Regions from separate parts of the Sus scrofa genome. Here region 1 is linked to region 2. The links are chromatin contacts, called in public promoter capture Hi-C maps. All regions are on one chromosome and are shown on one strand. Each heading gives the region's core, a stretch centred on a gene start, on an enhancer-like site or on the middle of the called end of the contact. The rest is flanking DNA. Distances are from core to core; before and after follow the strand shown. Region 1 holds the start of INTS10 (integrator complex subunit 10). Region 2 holds the start of FNTA (protein farnesyltransferase/geranylgeranyltransferase type-1 subunit alpha).

Evidence for each region. Promoter capture Hi-C pulls out the DNA fragments that hold promoters and counts their contacts.
Region 1: a contact with region 2 is called in a promoter capture Hi-C map of liver, with 2.9 times the contacts expected there. The contact joins the promoter of INTS10 here to the promoter of FNTA in region 2. A contact is called at or near these places in 2 of 5 promoter capture datasets (fetal liver and liver) and 1 of 2 datasets of contacts at active chromatin or transcription factors (alveolar macrophages).

The regions. Positions count from the first base shown.
Region 1 is chr17:12,086,512-12,089,233 of Sscrofa11.1, forward strand. INTS10 (integrator complex subunit 10) reads right to left here and starts at 1,309. Exons shown (of 17, transcript XM_003134201.4): 1 at 933-1,309; 2 at 230-297. The coding sequence starts at 1,061.
Region 2 is chr17:11,927,012-11,929,711 of Sscrofa11.1, forward strand. FNTA (protein farnesyltransferase/geranylgeranyltransferase type-1 subunit alpha) reads left to right here and starts at 1,316. Exons shown (of 9, transcript XM_021077538.1): 1 at 1,316-1,530. The coding sequence starts at 1,376.

The sequences.
Region 1 (2,722 bases), core at 59-2,558, 160 kb after region 2:
GTTAAATTTTCCAAAATAAAATAAACTGGATAGTAGAGTTTTAACACGAATAAAACCTAAGAAGACCTCTTTGCATTAGATATGGCAGCAATTAATGCAAGGCCTGGATCCGTGACTGGGTAAGCTTTAGGCACCCCATATGCAGGTGAACTTGAAGATCTTCCCTCAGCTCCTACTTCCAAGGACAGGAACAAAACCTCCTGAGAGACCCAGCGGCGTCCCCACTCACATGTCGTAGAGCAGCCTCCCGGCGGTGGCCGTCCGCTCTGCGTTCCGCTCAATCGTGTACATTTCATACTGCAACACAAGTTAGAGCCAGGGGTCAGGCCCTTGGCCCCGGGCCAGCCCTGCTCACCCCCTTCGGCCCCCACCCCGACCCCTGGAGGTCCCAGAGTCAGGCATCACTTGGAGACACTACCACAGGGCTAACAGGCTCACTCCCAGCCCCGGTTCCCAGATGGGTGCAGGAACGGCTCAGAGATAGCAGGTGGCCACTAAGATCAGAATTACTGAAGGCACCTGGCGTCTAACACTGTAAGCTTAGGCGCTTCTCGTTCCCCTGATACACGTATACACTTTGATTGGCTGCAGATGTGGCGGCGTTCCATCCCCTTCCATAGCTACAGCCCAGAGTTATCGCTGGTGCTCACTACACAGCGCAGGAGCTCTAACCCGTGGGAACCTCAAACACCGCCCCGCCCCCATCCCGCCCCAACCCACCGCCGCGGTCCGGACCCAGGGGCCGGCTGGCAGCTTTCCCCGGCCGCACGAGGCGCGGTCCGGGCCGCAGGATGCTAACGCTCCCCTCTCCCGCGCCGGCCTGGCCTGGGGAAGGGCCCCGGGGTCCTGGGTGCCGCCCCGCGGGGCGGCCCCGGGCAGGGCGGAGGGGGGCTGGGAGGGCGCTCCCACCTGAGCGCGCGGCCCTGCCTCACCTGGATGTTGAAGTCGGTGGGGTAGAGGCTGCGGGCCGTGATTAGCCAAGCCTTGGCGGCCCACAGGTCCTGCTGCACCAGCTCCCGAGCTCGCTGCACCAGGAACTCGCAGTCGCCCTGGGCTGACATGACCCCGGCGGCGTCGGGCGCCCAGAGGCAACCGGACCTTCCGGCTAGGAGACACCACCACTAACTAGTGCCGCCGACGCCGCCGACGCCGCCGACGCCGCCGCCGACGCTACTGCGCATGAATGGAGTCGGGAGGACGTCCGCACGTGGATCCGGAAGGGCTTCCGGGTTTTGTAAGCAGCCTTTTCGTGTCGGTTCTCCGCCTCCGCCCAGCCCCTTCCTCTTTTGAGGAGCTTGGGTGTTGGTCCAGACTCTTCCAGGTCGCCTCCAAGACGTGGAGAATCGGATTCTCAATCTTGCGGACTGGGGTGTGACCCTGGTACCTCCAGGGAGCATGCGCAGAGCCTGGTTCCTCGGCGCCGGGAGGCGGGCGGTTGGTGCCGCCCCCAGTGGCCGGCGCGTCCCGGCGCCCTGAAGCCACCGCTGGGGCGGGGCAGAAGCTGGAGGGCGGAGGTTGACGCGGAGTCGCTGCTGGTTCGAATGGACAGAAAAGCCTGCGCCAGTTTGAGTTCGGTGGGAACGCCGGTGCCATGGAGCCTCGGTACCGCCCTGTCCCACTGTTGTTGCGCCTTTATTCCCTGGTTTCTTCAACAAACATTTATCGAGCGGTTGCGGTGATAGTCCTTGGAGAGTGCTTTGCTGCGTGCTGGGGAACTCCAGAGTTGATTATCCTGGTCCAGCCGGAGTTTACATCGTTGGGGATGGCTGACCTACAGAAAACAGCTGTTTAATCATCTCCTCCAATCGAAATCAGTGTCCTTTTCACCAAATAAAATAATCTCCCTGCTCTCGTGAAGGGAGGCCGCACTCAGGAGCCAGAGGCGTTTATTTGCCTAGTAGGAAGAATGTGCCAAAACGTGGGTTCTAAACATTTCATTGGAGTTTCCAATCCAAAGTCTATACACAAGAATTTTAGCAAGTTCTAGTACCACTGATAGCTTCTATTTGGATCCAAGATTAGAGATTCAAAGCTGCTTTGTTTGTAGAAAGAAGGAAGGAAAGAAGAAAGAAAAAATTACTATATACTTCTATACATCGAAAAATTGTACACATGTTAAATATGAATGTATACGTTGCACAGTATATACATTGTGTACCAAAAGTGTTGCCTGCTATCAAGCCATCAGCCACTGTAGCACGACCCCCTCAGTTCCTGATGTTGCCTCATGAGGGGAGTTCAGGATGGAGAAAAACAGGATCCAGGCGCTAGTTAAGATGCATATCTAAGGAGTAATTTCTTTTCTTTTTTTTTTTTAAGGGCCCCACCGGGGGCATAGGAAGTTGAGTGGGAGCTGCAGCTGCCAGCCTGTACCACAGCCACAGCAAGGCCAGATCCAAGCCATGTCTGCCATCTACACCACAGCTCATGGCAACAATGCTGGATCCTTAACCCACTGAATGAGGCCGGGGGTCAAACCAGAGTCCTCATGGATACTAGTTGGATTTGTTACCACTGAGCCACAATGGAACTCCCTCTTCTCCCTGATTTTTAGCTTGCAGACCTTGAAACCTGCATTTTCCTCTTAGAGTAGCTGCCTCCTCCTGGGCTTATATCCTTCCTACTCATGCTAATGCCTTGCTTGGACACTCAGCATGTTCAACATCTTTGCTTCTTACCCACCACTGTATCCACTGTTCAAATTAACAACCCTGGATCCATC
Region 2 (2,700 bases), core at 66-2,565:
TAAATAATATTTCTAAAACTCGAAATGCTTCCCACAGTCCCTGGCTCCCTTTTCAATCTTAACCTAGCAGTTCATTCCTTTCACTCATGGGCCTTGAAGGACAGTAGCGTCCTTCCCTAACCAAGACCATGCCAAGCAGTCACCTCCTGTTCTCTCTGACTGGCATACTTTTTCCTTTCGCAGATCTCTGCTCCAACAGCCCCTGGAAAGCCTTCCTGACCATCTACTGCTGAGGGTGAAAATGGTTTTCCCTCCACCCTTATGAGTTCTTGGCTGAGACCATGGTAATAAAAGTCTGATTAACAAGAGAAAAACAAACAGGGGTTTATTAACATGTATAGCTCGAGAATACCTAGAGAAAATGGAAAAATACTTAGAGATATCTAGAGAAAAATTAACAGCTCCCAGAGGTGGCTTAGAATTCAGGCTTAAATATCACCTTAAGAGAGAAAGGGGAGAGGAGGTCTCTTGGAGAGTAAATGTTTTTTAGGAGAGATGAATGGACTTTTAGAGGAACAGGGTAGAGATTCCATAGTTTGACAGAACGTGTCTGGGTGTGGTGTTCACTTCGACTCTTGAAACTACCAGAGAGGGGATTTACTGCAGCTGAGTTCTTTTGGAGAGTCTGTCTTTAGGCCAATAAGGGAATTCAGAGAAAGCTTCTCCCTGTATTTGCTGTTTTTCAAGTGCCTGCGGCTCAAAATAACCAAAAAAAACCTACAGCAGCTTATGTGGAGTGGCATGACCTGAAGCCGACAGCGTATTTTAGGCCGGTAAATTCTGCTACCCAGCCCTAGAAGTTCATGACAGCAGAAGTTGGTTGCTGCTGTGAGCAAGCACGGCATATACGAGTCAGCAAGTATTTGTTAAATATTTACCTTTCCTGTAACATATACACATATTACATGTATAATCAGGACTTTAATTTCAAAAGGTTAAGCTCTAGATGACTGAAATTCTGCGGTATAAACTCTTAGCATCTGAAAGAAAAAAAAAAATGTGTCCAAGGAATGCAAACGCCCTTGGACAAGTAACATGGAGCAGGGGCAGCCAGCCACTCTCATCCAGGGCTCCCAAGGAGAGGCACCTTCCCCGCTGACGATGACAACTAATAACACTAGCACATTTCAAAGCAAGGACGTGTTCGCGCGAGTGGGAAACCTGGGGGCCCCCGGGAGCATGCCGTGGACCCCACCTGACACGAGCCCAACCAGGACCTCCAAGGAAGGGCGCCGGCTCGGAGGCCCTCTGGCCCGCGTCTCTATGGTAAGAGCGAGGAAACAGGAAGTGGCCGCGGGAGGGGAGGGGCGGGGCCGGGCCGGGCCGGGCCGGGGGCGGGGTCTCCACCGCCTCCTCCGCTGCAGGCCGAGGAGAGATGGCCGCCGCCGACGGTGTCGGAGAGTCTGCGCAGGGTGGCGAGCCCAGTCAGCCGGAGCCGCCGCCGCCCCAGCCGCCCCAGGAAGAGGCGGTGGCGTCCCCTATGGACGACGGGTTCCTGAGCCTGGACTCGCCCACCTATGTCCTGTACAGGTAACACCCACAGCCAGGCCGCGGCACCGAGACCTGGCCGGCACGCGGAGTGCAGCGGGCGCGGCTCGGGCCAAGGCTCGCGCGGCTTCGGGGTCCGGCTGCCGGGGCGCGGCGGATGGGACCCGCGCCGTCACTTCGCCGGACCGTGGAGGTTCGGCGCCTCACCGCGCCGGCCTGCTGACTGTCCGAGCCGAAGGGCTTGGGTGCAGTTGGACAGCCCAGCAGGAAATAATTTAAATGAGGTCCACACATGCTCACTTTGGAAACGGGGCTTCCCTTGGGTGTTCTGCAGGAACGGAGGGAACTAACATAAGACCTTTAAGGATCCGGACGTTTTCATTCAGCGTTTTCTTTCATGGTTTTAGCGCCTAGCCTCAGACAGGCTCCAAGTTAAGCTGTGAGGATGATTGTACGAGCGCTGTGCAGTAAGGTAGTGCAGGGTACTGCTCTAACTTTCTTGCTTTTCCCCACTTTTGCCAACACCCAGTCCCGTCCCCTTTAGTTCCTTGCTTTCTATTGGTACTACTGATTCCTCAGCTCCATTTCAGCCTGTAGAGATGGTCCTTAGCTTTCCTATGTCTTTTTTTTTCTCCTGTAGTTCTACGCAAACCCATGAGATGGCTGATTTGCCTAGATTTTATGAATGCACGGAAGCCACTATCCACATTTTGTTATTGGAGTTAACGTTTCAGTGATTTCAGTTGGTTGAGGTGGCCCCATAGTGCTCACACCTCCTTTCTGAACTGTGTAATCCCTTTCCTAGCCTGTGCCTGATTTCCCTGTGTCTTTGCTTTTCTCATGCCGCTCCCCAAGCTAGATCTCATACCTAAGATAATTGTTTCCCCCCTGGATTTCTCCTTAAATATAATGGACACAATTTTAGGATTTGTCTAAATACCACAGAATCTTTGCTGTCAATAGCTGATCAGTGCTGAGACTTGAAAAGGGGTAAGAGGAAAAGAATGAAAGTAAAAGAGTGGTTAAAACAAATTTCTGGAGTTCCCATCGTGGCTCAGTGGTTAGTGAATCTGACTAGGAACCATTAGGTTGCAGGTTTGATCCTTGGACTCACTCAGTGAGTTAAGGATCTGGCGTTGCCATGAGCTGTGGGTGTAGGTCGAAGACGCGGCTCGGATCTGGCTTGGCTGTGGCTGTGGCTGTGGCTCTGGC